2 separate regions of the Mus musculus genome follow, and region 1 is linked to region 2. Evidence: chromatin contacts called from public Hi-C data. All regions are on one chromosome and are shown on one strand. The core of a region is the stretch at or near the end of the contact, and the rest is flanking DNA. Distances in the headings are between cores, read along the strand shown.

What was found. A called contact is a pair of places that touch in the nucleus more often than the background predicts.
Region 1: a contact with region 2 is called in a Hi-C map of liver, with 3 times the contacts expected there. The contact joins two enhancer-like sites. A contact is called at or near these places in 2 of 484 Hi-C or Micro-C datasets (large pre-B cells and liver).

Annotation. Positions count from the first base shown.
Region 1 is chr4:57,884,468-57,891,712 of GRCm38.p6, forward strand. It overlaps Pakap (paralemmin A kinase anchor protein), which reads left to right. Exons shown (of 11, transcript NM_001384150.1): 10 at 1,822-1,860. Among named protein-coding and RNA genes, the nearest start is that of Gm26138, 11 kb to the left of the region's middle. Within about 2 kb of position 1,769, at least 23 of the 459 cell types and tissues checked have an H3K27ac peak or open chromatin away from gene starts, as enhancers often do. A contact at or near this core is called in liver, where this site is marked.
Region 2 is chr4:57,510,533-57,517,880 of GRCm38.p6, forward strand. It overlaps a transcript of Pakap not described here. Among named protein-coding and RNA genes, the nearest start is that of Pakap, 54 kb to the right of the region's middle. Within about 2 kb of position 3,924, at least 9 of the 459 cell types and tissues checked have an H3K27ac peak or open chromatin away from gene starts, as enhancers often do. A contact at or near this core is called in liver, where this site is marked.

The DNA.
Region 1 (7,245 bases), core at 519-3,018, 370 kb after region 2:
ACCATGAGCTGAAGAGCCCTGGGCCATTCAGTCATGACCCACGTAAACGCTTTCTCAGTGCATTCTGTGTTGATTGTGTGTGCTTTTTTTTGCACTGGAGTGCTGATGTTAAGTGGAGGAAAGTGATCCCCAGGCCTGGTGCACAGGCCTGTAACCCCAGACATTGGAAATGGGAAGTAGGAAGATAACATGGTCAGGGTCTGCCTGGGACATAGTGGAAAGAGGTACTTATGTCACAGGCAGAACACTAGACCCCCCACCCGCACCCCTTTCTGGTAAACTCTGATACTCAGGAACCCACATCAGGTGCCAATGGGGCCCAGTTTTCTCCAATTGCTAATGGCTTCCTGTCTCTATCTCACCCAAGTAAAGGAACATGTTGGCTAAGGCAGAAACCTACGAGTGAATCAATTTATTTTTATTTTTATTTGAGGGCTGGGTGTTTTGAGCTTTTTTCCTCGAATCACCCTAGAACAAAATCTGTCAATTGTTGAAAAGTTTTAGGGATAGGACAAATTCCAATCCCCATATCCCTACTTGTGCCTTTTAATGAAGACTCAAATCTCAAAAACACATACTCAAATTGCTTCTTGAAAAATTATATGGGTGTCAGCCTGAATTGATTTCCAAGTCACCTGCTAGCCTGTCTCTCAGCCCTTTCAATGTAGGGCACCTTTCTACGCCTCTGTATAGAGAAAAGCAAGCTTCATTTCCCCAAGTTGGTCCCTAGCCCTGTCTCCATTTTCCCGGTTTCTGGAAAGGATGGGTGGCTTGGTAGAGGTTATGGAGTTGGCCTTCCTGTCCCTAAAAGCTAGAGGTGATTGTCTTTAGGGCCATATAATTCTGTCCTCCTGAGCCATTCAAACACATGTTTTTAGGGTGACACATGGCCTCTTGGATTTCTGCCTCCTTAAGTGCCTCACGTGGTTCATGCTGTCACCTTCATTTGTCAAATGACTCAGTGACAAAAGAACAGAACAAAAACTCACTTTTCAAAAGGTTCCCCTGCCTCCCTGCTTAGAACTTGGGCAAACTGCTCTCTGTCCTCTTTACTGATCTTCACCCACCTGGACCAGCTACCTTGTCCTGTGTTATCTCTGGTGAGTGTCTCTAGGAACTAACAGAACACTCCATTTCCTAGGTACCCACACTAGTCCTAAATAATAATCCCAAAAGATTATCCAAGGACCGTCCCAAGCTTGGAATCTCATCTAGACCCACAGGTTCCTCTTTCACTGACAGTGCCATCCTTAGGTTTGTTTTAGAGAAACTACCCCGAAAACCTGGCCCTTCCTCCCTTCCTCCTTCCCCATTCCCTCCCTCCCTTTCCCTTCATGTCCCCCCTCTTCATTCTACTCTTGGGGTCTTACTGTAATAATGCAATGGGGTACAGGACTGTTTAAGGTTCAGAGAAACCCTCAGGAAAAGAAAAGGACATTTGGTTATAGAATCCATCAAATCCAGAATGGCCATCTAGGTCCTCGCTGGTGGGCAGCTGGTTAGACAATGGGGAAGACGAAATCCTGTTAATTCAACAGAAAAATGCAAACAAGACCTTGAATTAACAAACCTCGGCTTATCTGATATTTTTATTAATGAGTATTAGAGTATCTACTTGCCTCAAGAGATACAGGCGTTTAAATAAACAAATATCAGATGAATCAATACTTGAGAGGTTGTATAATGATCCTCCCCCTCCCCCCAAGCCTCTTCCCTCTTACTCACTTCTGGCATGGTGCCAGAGCCCAGCCGCTGGGGGCGGGGGAGTCTGTGAGTGTGCCTCTGCCGTGTACTAACCCTGGTCTTTTCCCTCTCTGCCAGTACACCTCTAAGTTACTGTCTTGCAAGGTGACTTCCGAGGTACTTTTCAAACTTGTCTGTCTGCGTCCTGATGCATGCTTGATCTTGGTGCACGCGGTTGTGGTTTGCTGTCTCATGCTGTGTTCAATAAGAATGTCAAGAAAAAGCCTCCTCTCCATGTGTGTTTTCTGCCTGACCTTTCTGAATTGGGGAACTGACTTAAATATTGGTGTCCAGATGATAATGAACACCGCTGTGCTGTGCTGTGCTGTGCTGTGCTGTGCTGTGCTGGGACGTGGGGTTGGAGAAGACCTTGGTCACCCAAGGGTCTGGAAGATGTTGAACTTGAGGGCAACTATTGACAGACTGTGTGGATTCTTGTAGTTTCTTCAGGCACAGGTAGCAAATGAGTTCTAGTCTGGTTAGCAAGCAGTGCCACCCGTACAGGCCAATCTTGTGATTTTTGACTAGTCCTTTATTAACCTTACCACAATTCCCAGAGAGCTCTGCACTATGGACTGAGGACAACTTATTTCAAAGGCAAACCATCCCAGTCCCTCTTCCCTCCTCCCTCCCTCCAGTCTTAGGACCTGTATTTCTGTTCTGGAAGCTCAGCTAAGCAGCGGTCTTTCCCCAAACCTCCTCTTTCCCCATACAAGTTCCATTAACATAGATTTCACAAATATATGTGCTCTGAGAATGCAATACTTGTGTGGCTGGAGAGATGGCTCCGCAGTTAAAAATTCTTCATGTTCCTGCCAAGGACTAGGGGAGTTTGATTCCTGGCACCAAAAACATCTGGTGTGTCACAATCACCTGTAACATTAGCTCCAAAGGTTCTGATGGCCTCTTCTGGCCTCGGTAGGAGTACCTAGGTAGATAGGTACTCTCACACACCCACACACATGGATTGGATCCAGGGCATATACATATATATTTGAAAAAAAATTTTTTTTAAATGTAAAGCCAAGCATGGTGTCACATGATTATAATCCCAGTGCTTAAAAGACACAGGCAGGAGGATCCCTGTGAGTTCAAGGTCAGCCTGGTCTACATAGTGAGTTCTTAGACAACCAGAGCTGCACAGAGAAACCTCGTCTTTCCCCAACACCAAATTAAACATGTAAAGTATTGTATGTCTACACACATAAATGCATGCACACATACATATAGACACACATACATATATACACACATACATGTATACACATATACACATACACATGTGTGCCTAGGACTGAATCCAGGGAAATGTCGGGCAAGCACTGTCTAGATAGTTTTAGTTCTATTTTTATTCCTTTTCTTAAAAAAGTTTTTTTTTTTTTTTTTCTGGGGTTGGGGATTTAGCTCAGTGGTAGAACACTTGCTTAGCAAGCGTAAGGCCCTGGGTTTGGTCCTCAGCTCTGGAAAAAAAAAAAAGTTTTTTTCTTTTTTTCAACGTTGTTTTTTTCTGTAAGAAAGCACAACACTTTATATTTTTATTTCTGCTGTACTGAATTTGTATTTCAGAAGAACTGTTTCAAGTGTACAGAATTGTACAGAAAACTGTTCATCTACACAGTTCATAGTTTATGGAGAATCAGGCCTGCATCAGGCACTATAGCAGAGTTGAGAAGGCAGCAGGCACACGCGCTCCTGAAGGCATGGAGCCCAGCCTGCAGGTTCCCCTGCCTTAGGATGGCAGCATCTGCCCCTCTCACTGCCCCATTCCTGTAATTCCATAGCATTCAAGGGATGTTTCTCCGAGAATTGAATGTGGCAGATCCAATTCAAGCCCTCTTGTCACTTCTCCCAGTTCCCACTCCTCTGTGTGTCACTCTTTATCTCCTCTGAGGGGGGGTCTCAATTAATGCAGTGGCATTTGTGTTTGTGCATGTTTTTATATGAATACATATTATATATGTATAGTACTCCATATATATACATATATATACACACACATATATATGTGGAAAAACTGGGTTTTTTGCATGTTTTAAAATTTTTATAAACTGTAAGTCACATGGTAGTATCCTCTTTATGTATTGCTTATATTTATTTATTTTAAATTTTATTTTATTTTTTATTTTATGTGTGTGATATTTGGGCTGCTTGTATGTCTGTGCACCATGTACATGTAGTGCCCTTGGAGGCCAGAAGAAGGCGTTGGCCTAGAACTGGAGTTACAAGTGCCTGTAAGCTGCCATGTGGGTATTGGGAATTGAACCTGGGTCCTCTGCAAAGCAGCCAGTTCTCTGAACCACTGAGCCACCTCTCCAGCTCCTGTTTTACTGTTTGTAGATGCATTCTATAGTGTATTTGTTAGAATTGCTAAGCAGCGTTCTGTTGAATGAATAAAATCTTTCTTTGGTCACTTTCCTGTATTGGAGATGGAGAGCGAGTTGTTTCTGGTGGACGTTTCTTTTGGGGGTTTGCTTGTCCCTTTGCTTTATGGTGTTGGAGATTGTACTCAGGTCCTCTTGCACGCTAGGCAAGCACCAATGAGCACTGCCACACATTTCCCCAGGTATCCATGAAGCGGTTCCTGTGCCTACAGCTGGGCATACTTAATTTATTTCCCAGCTCTTGCAAATTGTTCTCCACATGGGTTGTGCCAACCTCCAGCATCATATGTATTTTGAACATGGCTCATTATCAGCAAAATAACTATACTTTATAGCTGTAGATTTAATCTATCGATTGCTGATGTCTATAGGATTTAAAGTGAATGTTAAGAGTACCATGGTGTGGACTGTCCTCATTGCTTGTCTCTGGCCTCATTTAGGAAGTAGCTCCTGGAGAGTCAGGCCCCTCTCCCATATCCTCACTGAGGTTTCGAACAGAGAAACTCTGGTCAAGATGTGCAAGGAAGATAGTGCTGGGCCCAGTCAATTTCTAGTGAAGAAGAAGCAGGAGGATCACATGCCAGCATGGATATTAATGGAGTCAGTCAAAGTTTAACCCATTTGCCCTTTGCTTCATAGTCCTTCTTTTTTTTTTTTTTTTAAGATTTATTTTATTTATATGAGTACACTGTAGCTGTCTTCAGACACACCAGAAGAGGGCATCAGATCCCATTACAGATGTTTGTGAGCCACCATGTGGTTACTGGGAATTGAACTCAGGACCTTTGGAAGAGCAGTCAGTGCTCTTAACCATCTCTGAGCTGAGCCATCTCTCCAGCCCGCTTCACACCCCTTATTTGACTACTACCACTTACAATTTGAGCAGCTAGCTAGAGGTCTCCAAGCATTGGAAAGACAGTGTTTTTGAAGAGATTGTTCGAATAGAATTGATAGTTTTTCTTCCATCAGACCTCAGACTGAGTTAATTGGTGGAAACAATAACAATTGTGAAGGGTACTTACTGCTCCTGGTGTACCACAGGTATTGAGCAGCCACGAGGCTTGATGGCGGCAGGCAGTGACTCCACCCCAGGAGAGCTGAGTTTAAGTCTTGGCTTTTCTTCTACTGACTGAGAAGTTCTGGTCAAGCTACTCGCCCTCCCCTGTGCCCCAGTTGTAGTGCCTGGGATTGAAAGGATGCACTCTGGCCCGGAACAGGCTTTAGAAAGTAAAGCAAATGTGTAATAATAGACGTATTATGTACAGAGTTTACTAGTGACTTAGACACGCCCACACCAGAATGCTCCGTAGAATGAACAAGCTCCCTCATACCTTCCCGGAGGGTTTGCCCTTCAAATCTTCCCAAGGCTAATTGCTGGACTTTACTCCAAGAGAGTCCCCAGTCCTAAACTTCTGAAGCCCAAGGGCAGCTGTCACTGAGGTTCCCATCCATCTCAATAATGGTTCCTTCATTTTCTTCTCTGTGTCTTCACCGAGGGATTTCGATGTCATCAGAAATTCGGGATCATGGGGAAAAGATCCAAATTAAAGGGACTGTGCTAAGAGCTCAATATTACATATGGAGTTATTTGAGCTCTTGATCAATTAAACCCAAGCTATGCTAAATGTTTCTATGATTACAAATATATCTAATTTTCCTGCCTGCTACACCTTTTATGACTGAATTCCGAGGAAAGAAACTCTCATGTTCCCCCGCTCCCCACTGTGTCCATGACTTGTTTGGAACCCAGTCAATGCTAGTAAGATGAGCAGATAGATGAATTTTAACATGGGCTTCTGAAGACTAGAACAAGGAAAATTGGCTGAGATTTATTAATCATTAAAATGAGACTTAAAGCCAGCGAGGCACCCACATGCCGTTACTCTTAGTACTTTGAGGGCTAAGGTAGGTGGATTGTGAGTTCTTCGGTAGCCTGAGCTACATGACAAGACCTTGCCTCAAAAGAAAAAGAAAAGGGAACACTGGAGAGATGGCACAGTGGTTAAGAGCAGTGGTTCCTCTTTCAGAGGACCTGGTTTCAGTTCTCAGCACCCACCCACATGGTGGCTTACAACTGTCTGTAACTTCAGTTCCTGTGGTATCTAATACCCTCTTCTTGCAAGGCTCTGCATGTACTGGACATGCAAGTGGAACACGAACATTTATGAAGGCAAAACACTCATTCTCATAAAAATAAATAAATGTTTTAAAGAGAGGGAAAGGGAGGTAATAAAAAAGTTTAACAGCAAGACAAAAACCATGATAATAATTAATTTTAATAATAATTATTATTATTTTAAAGAAACCCTTTTCAGAGCCTTGGCTTTATGTTCATACTCCTGAGAATTTCTTAGTTTATTTCTAAAAGGCAAACACGAGCAATTTACACAAAACATAGTTCCTTATAGAATCCATGTTTGTATCCTGCTCCAGGGTCTGTAACCCTTTCAGATGCTGGGAAGAATTATTTGAGGACAGCCCTATGCACCTAGAACCGTTTGTCCTGGAGGCAGACCATATGCTGTGGCTTTCATTATTGCCCATTTGACTCGGAGATGCCAGGCACTGGAGTGTGTGACGTATGCAAGGTCACACTGTCACAACAATTTAAAACTTAGATCTCGTTGTGCTTCGGAGGCCATACTGGCTCCCGAGAAAGCCATGGTGTTAGGACAGAGCAAAGGTGAACAAGAGACAGACCTGAGGCGTAGGGCTCGAATCACAACCATGCAGTATAGCAAGCATTCCTGTGCTATCACACATTGGCCAGAAAACTCCTGCAGTTCCCAGGTCTGGCAACATGCATTCGTGGGTAGTATATGTCCACGATGTACATGGGGCTAGACTCAACATAGGTATAGTTCTTTAACAGTGTGTCATTCACACAGCAAAGGTGACTGATTGCATGCTGCCTGCAGTCCTCACAGTTGACAGAGAAGCAGAAAGCATGCTGGGCTGGACCTCAGTCCCTTCGTCTAACCCGGCACAAGCTTCCACGTGTCATCTTCCTGCCTTTCTGGAGTTGCCAATGTCACTGCCCCTTGCCTAAATAATCATTTTTTTAGAAGAAGCAGAGTGTTCAGTTGTGGCTCAGAAAAAAACCAACCAGGACTTTTCTTTG
Region 2 (7,348 bases), core at 2,674-5,173:
CCTTCCTTCCTTCCTTCCTTCCTTCCTTCCTTCCTTCCTTCCTTCCGCTGTCTTTTATTTCCTTTTGGTGCTTCAATTGAAGCCAAGGATTTGCATATATGAGGTGGGGACCTGTGATGGTTGGTTTTTGGTCAAATTGACACAAATTAGAGCCACCTGGGACAAAGGAACCTCAGTTGCTTCCTTCAGAGTGTCCTGTGGCTGTGACATGTTTTCTTAGTTAATGATTGATGTAGGCGGGCCCAGCCTGCTGTGAGTGGCACCATCACTAGGCAATGGTATGGATTGCAGAAGAAAGCAAGCTGAATCTAAGTCTGAGGACCTAGGTAGTAAACGGTGCTCTTCCAAGGACTCCATCTCAGTCCTCTAGGCTCCTGCCTCCAGGTTCCTCCCCTGACTTCCCCCAGTGGTGGACTGACACCTGGGATGTGTAGACCAGATAAATCCCTTCTTCTGCAGAGTTGGTTTTTGTCAGTGTTCTATCATAGCACTAGAGAAGCAAGCTAGGTAGGACAGGGTTATTCTTATGAGCCACATCCTCCGTCTTTACAACCTTTTCATTTTATCATGAGATAAAATGAAAAGTCTGACTAAGAGTCTCACTGAGTTGCTTAGACTGCCCTTAAACTCACTCTGTAGCCTAACTAGGCCTTAAATACATAGTCCTTCTCCTTCAGCCCTGATTACAGACCTGTGCGACTGGGCCTAGCTGAATACTGAATCTTTTGCTGGCCCTTTAAATGTTTAGATTTTGTGTTCAAATCAAGATAACTCAATTTACTTCCTCCTGTCCCATCACTGGGCAGAAAAACAAATGATTGTTGCTACAGCCTTTGAGCATAGTTGGTAAATGTGAATTAAAACTATTCTTAGCCATGAATACAGTTATAGGATTTTTTGCATATGCACATATGGGTGATGCGTGTGTGCGTGAGTATGCATGTTTGCATGTCTGTCGGTACATGTGTATGCTGCTGCACATGTGAGCCTGTGGGAACTTGAGGTTAATGGTAGGTATTTTCTTCATTGCTTTCCACATTGCATATTGAGGCAGGGTCTCCTATGAGGCAGACTAGCTCACCTGGGCTAGTCTGGCTAGGCAGCTAGCTCTGGGGATTCCTGTCTGGGTCTCTTGTGTGCTGGAATTATAGATAGGCTGCCACACCCACCTGCCTTTTTTGTGAGTCCTGGCAGTCTGTACTCCAGGCACAGCCACTGCCCTCCTTAATGACTTTGACTAAAGGAATGACAGGGTGGGCACATGGAGATATATACTCAGGGATGCTTCTTGGAGCAAAGACGTAAAACCAAAAGTACAACCAATCTAACTGACCAGCTGTGCAGACTGGCTCAATAAAGTAAGGTGCAATGTGCAAATGTTGTGTCAGCTTTTCTTGGGGAGTCACAAACATCCAGATAGAGAGCACTGTCAATAGACCAAAGTCCAATTCCACCAAAGCCAAGCTTGCTGAACTGATGAATTTATTGTGCTTTCACTTAAAGGGGTTACCAAAAGAAGGATTGGTGTTCCCAAAGCTGCCATAGCATTGGAAAGCCTCACTCTAGCATGGGTAGAAATTCCCCAGAGCTGCATAGACAGAATTATCCACAGTCCCTCGTTAACTTTCCAGTCTATTATCTCTCAGGACCTTGGGATCATATGCAGTCAGCCTAGAATCACACAGAGCTGGGAAGGAGGGGTAGGAAGAAGAGCCTGGAATCCTAACCAAACTCTAATGACCTTCCCATGTCCTCCTGTGAGGGAATGTCAACAGGCTCAGTCTTCAAGGGGCTTTTGCAGGTAATCATATTGTTCTAATTAAGACATGAGCAGCTAGGGTGCTCAAAGAATGACACTATAGTATGGTGGAGTACTATACAGATATTAAAAATATGGCCTAGAACTATGCATAGTCAAAGGAAAAGGTTAATCTCGGTACCCAGGAGGCTGAAGCAGGGGGATCATTAGATCAAGGGCAACCTGTGCAGGCTATATAGGGGCACTTGTCTAAAAATAAAATACCAGAACAACAACAACAGAAAAGGGGCAAGGGAGAAGAGAAGGGGGAGAGGAGGAGGCAGCAGAGAAAGGAAAAACTATACAAGGTGCATTGAAGAATATATCAAAATACTAGAGCGCCTTGAATTGTGTTTCACAATGATCCCAATAAGACCACACATGCACAGAAACACACACATATACATGCATGCATGAAAATGTATACATGCACAGAAGAATATAGACATACATACATACATATGTACACACATGCATGGAAAATACAAACACACAAATATATACACATGTTTACATACACAAATTCGTGGAACACACACATGCACACATACATATCACATACACAGAAGAACACAAATAGACACATATATGCACACATAATCACAGAAAAACAGACACATACACATATAAACATATACATTAAAACATATATACACACATACATACATATACATACACAGACACACACAGATACACATGCACATCCCACACACAAACATACAAATACCCATACAAACACACATACACAACTACACACACAAATATATAAGTTTAAAAATGCATGTAAATATACAAATACATATACAAAATGTATGTACACACAAAATAAGCACAACCTCCCCACAGAGACACAAAATACATATATACTCAAGTACATATATAGACATACACCAAACCATAGAAACACAGATACATAAACATGCATAGATACACATAAACACACACACAAAATCTGCCTATCCCCCTAGGTCCCATGTTTTCTATTCTGTGGCTGTAACCATTGCTCAAGAGACCTCGGACCTTCCCATGCTGACCTGGGTCCTAGAAAGAAGGTGCCGTAGATATTTGGTGTTTGTGGGAACTCCCCAGCCTGGGAGTGTGCTTTCCACAACAGAAGCCAGTTTCCTATTGATCCAGCCTCCCCTTTACCTACAGCCCTGAAAGATACTGTGGCTGTGTTCAATCTATCAGGTGTCCCTGTCCTGGGTTTGGAGTCCTAAACGGGAGGCTTAAAGCAGCGGGTACCACAAGGTCAATCCGGCAGAGGTGATGGCAGACGCAGGAGTTCCTAGGAGTAGCAATGACAGGACTTCTTGGGGAAGCAGCCAGAGCCCAGCATCTGTAGGTTCAGCAGAGCGAGCCATGGACTGCTGACCTGTAGCTCTGCAGGGAGGGTTCTAAGTTATCTCTGGCCACTCAGCTTCTAAGCCAGCAGTTCTCAACCTGTGGGTCATTACCTCGTGTGTGTGTGTGTGTGTGTGTGTGTGTGTGTGTGTGTGAGTGACCCTTTCACAGGGGTCACCCAAGACTATCAGAAAACATAGATATTTACATTACAATTCATAGCAGTAGCAAAATTACAGTTATGAAGTAACAATGAAATAATTTTATGATTGGGAGTCACCACAACAGGAGGTTTGCAGCATTAAGAAGGTTGTGAATTGCTATTCAAAGCCCAGCGTGCTAGACTTCCCAAAGATGTGCCCCAGCAGGATGGGGGTTGGGGGTAATGCTATGATTCGAAAACACCTCTTTTGTTAGTTTGCTTTCCACGAGCTTACTGCCAAAGAACTCTGATTGATAATTATTTTTGGCACGGCCATATTTTGTGGAGAAATCTGATTTCAACATCCATTATTGCAGATTTCTTAAATTAGAACACACTTTTAGGTCAAGCTGATGTGTTTTGGCAGCTTCGTTTATTCAGAGCCGTGGGATCCAACGGGGTAGCTATTGCGCACAGATGGCTATAAACTTAAATTAATTAAGAGTAAATGAAACCTTCAGCCACCACGTAACTGCTCAGTAGCTGCATGTGGCGGGAGGTTAGTGTACTTTACAGTGACATTTAAGACTTTCCCATCACCGCAGAGAGGTCTACTGGACAGCAGAGTCTACGGTACCTTGAACTCTCACCTCATCCCAGCCCCGAGCAACCGAAGAGGAAAGATTACTTTGGGATATATGAGCAACCCCATGTAACCACATTATAATACGAAAACCCACATTAACCCTGCAAGTAGATCGATGCATACTTTTACCTCACTGTTTAAATCGTTCTTGCGTCTTGACCTCTGTCTTCTGACCTCCCTTTTTCTTCGCCGAGACTGGGACTGTGAGTTGACTCAGGTTATTTAGACACGGGCCACAAATCCTCTCAGAGTTCGGCGGTCCTGATGAGGTTTCCGTGAGTGTGATGATATGATCCAGCGGGGAATTGGTGTGGAAGGAGCCCGGGGGAGGAGGTGAATCTCTGATTCCGGATCTGCCTTTGAGCAAATCACTCCACTTTCTAGGTTCCAGTTCTCTCAGCGGTCAACTGAAACAATTCAGTGGAGTCATTTCTAAGCGTGCTCCACGATCTCATGTGGACCCCCCGGTGACTCCGCTCAAGAGAGGTTAAACTCCTCTCAAGTGCGGGGCAGTGGTGGCTCACGCCTTTAATCCCAGCACTCGGGAGGCAGAGGCAGGCGGATTTTTGAGTTCGAGGCCAGCCTGGTCTACAAAGTGAGTTCCAGGACAGCCAGGGCTACACAGAGAAACCCTGTCCTGAAAAACCAAAAAAACCCAAAACAAAACAAAAACCAAGGCAGGGGTAGTTGGGAGGCAGGCAATACATTGATTACATCACTCCCAGAGAGAAGTCCTTATTCAATATGGTGGGCACTGACCAATTTTACCGGTGGCAAAGCTCATAATATAAAATGGAAAAATAACAAAGTGAGATTATACTGCCCCCTACTTCATAGCCATTTTTTTATTGTTATGGTGGTTAATGTTCAAATGTTTGCGAGCGACTTGCAAATAACTAAATTTTAAATTTGTACGCTTTCTTTTTGGGTGGCCCAACTTCAGGCTTGGCAACTCATTGCCTGCTATGGGAACACAGTCTCCCTGCAAGAGATCAAATTGTTCCAAATAGCTAGCTGTGTGTTCTCCTAAAAAACAAATTCAAACTCACATTTCAAAGTTACTGGGTGAGATAGGCCACCTGGTATATATCAGAGAAAGAATGCAGGGTCCTGCAAAGGGCTTCCTTCCTACTAAGGAATTCCAGTCTATACCTCCATGTCCTCCCCCTCACTTGACTCTGCTATTATCAGTCTGAATGTTAGTCCCGAGTTTCTTGAGAAGCAAGGGTATTTTAGGAGAGGCCATGAAGCCAGAGCTGATTTCATGGGGTTGAGTCTCTAAAAATTGCTTACCATTATGGCTGTGTGTGTGTGAGTGTGTGTGTGTATGTATGTATGTGTGTGTGCATGTGTGTGCACAAATGTGTATGTGTATATGCATGTGTGTATTATGTGTGTGTGGACCCACATGTGGGTGTGCTGATATCCATGTCTGTGCACAGAGGAAGACATCAGTGTCCTGCTCTGTTGCTATCTAACTTACTCCTTTGAGACAGGATCCTTTATTGATCCTGAAAGTAGACCTGCAGCCAGCAAATCCCAGTGACCCTCCTGTTTCCACCCACAACAGTGTTGGGATTTCAGGCAAGTGCAGCCATGCCTGGCATTTCACATGGGTGCTGGGATCTGCCTTGGGTCCTCAAGCCCTTTACCCAGTGAGCTGTCTCTCTAGCCTCTTTTAGAATTTCCTAGCACTAATCTGTATGTTTCTTATTGTCCGTAGGTTGTTGCATCCACAATGCCACCTCATAATCTTTTTCTCTGGGCTTAGCATTCCCTATAAAGTGGTTACAGCTTTTGGTCACTATCTACCTTATTCCAAAGAAGGGGAGCCAGGGGCTCTAGGAGGTAGCAGCTTACCTCTCCTTGTTCACACCTCAAAGCTGACCAGCAGTATAGAGGCGAGAAGCTTTGGAAGTGGGAGTTGCCAGACAGATTTTGTCACCACATGTAGATGGGAAATGCTCACAGGTACAGAAGATGGGGGTTAAAGAACTCCACTCTGGTGACAGCAACTGATCCCCCTCCCCATCATTACACTTAAAAACCCTTTACCCCAGCACTTGGACATTTTGAAACTTTGTGCGATCTTTCTAGACCCCTCTCCTTAAGAGTTAAGGGTCAGTTTTGGGCACACATGACTTCTTAAGAATCCTACAGACTAACAAGTCACATTAGCAATAGAAAGAAAATAGTAACCTTATGCCAGGGATCAATATTAACGCAGGTATCTGTAGAACAGTTTTTCTCCTGGTTAAGGTAATTGAAAGCCCCCATCTTCCCCAGTAGGGCTTCCCAGAGCTGGTTGGACCAGAGGGTCATACATTAGACTCATCTGTTTCCTCATTCTGGCACATAAACCTTGCATTGTACAGGAGGAATAATTTAATGTGGCATTTTGTTGAAACATCTGTAGATATTTTAGGTATTTGCACAGGGAATTTTTGACCTTTGAATAATATATTTGCTGAGAAAGGTCTTGGGATATTTTAACATGTTAAGCTGAGATAGCCCCAAAGGGGGTTATTTTGGTCCCTATTGGCTGCAACTTCATTTCAAAAGCCTGTGGGATTCTGACTGTCTCTGAGGGAACTTTCAAGATATTTTTACTGCACTGTATTTCATGCTATTGTGTGACTCTTTTTATCAAAGGTGAGTGGCAGTCAGCTGATAAGTTCTCCTTATCTCCCATTAAGGCCTAACCTCTATCAATGAGCATTGTGTGAATTACTTGTGAAGCCTCAGAGGCCATCTGGGTCTCCTGGAGGCACCACCACCATATTCCAAGTTGGGTTCTTGGTCTTCACACGGACAGATACTGTGATGGGTAGTATCAATTGTCAGTTTCACAGGATGCAGCATCACCTAAGAGACAAATTTTGAGGTGTGTCTTTCAAGGAGGTTCTAGAATTGGTTAACTGAGGTAGGATGTCTCAGCCTAAAAATGGGTAGATTTTCCATAGGCTGGACCTCAGCCCACATAAGGACAAGAAAGCAAGCAGAGCGCCTGCAGTCCTTTCTCCCCGTTTTCTCACTGCCGATGACCAGCTCCCCCCCCCATGTTTGATGGTACCCCCTTCTTAGACCACAGCCAATGGAAAACTAACACACAAGCCTCTTCAACATTTAAAATCTCTTGATCTTTTGACTATGCCAGTAAAAAGGAGTTCAGGTACTGGGCAGGCCAGTAGAGCAGAGGCATCCCTGGAACTGGGTCTCTTCCATAGGTGGCTTCTATTTAATGAATAAACATGACCCTGACTAACAAGGCCAGAAGGAATTCTGCTGTCGGTGCAGTATAATAGACCACAAGTTCAACTGAGAGTTAGTTAAAACCGCACACATTTTTACCACTGTGCCCAACACACAGGGAGACTGATGCTCCCAGAATGCCAGCTAGCTCCAAGGCTGAAGCTTG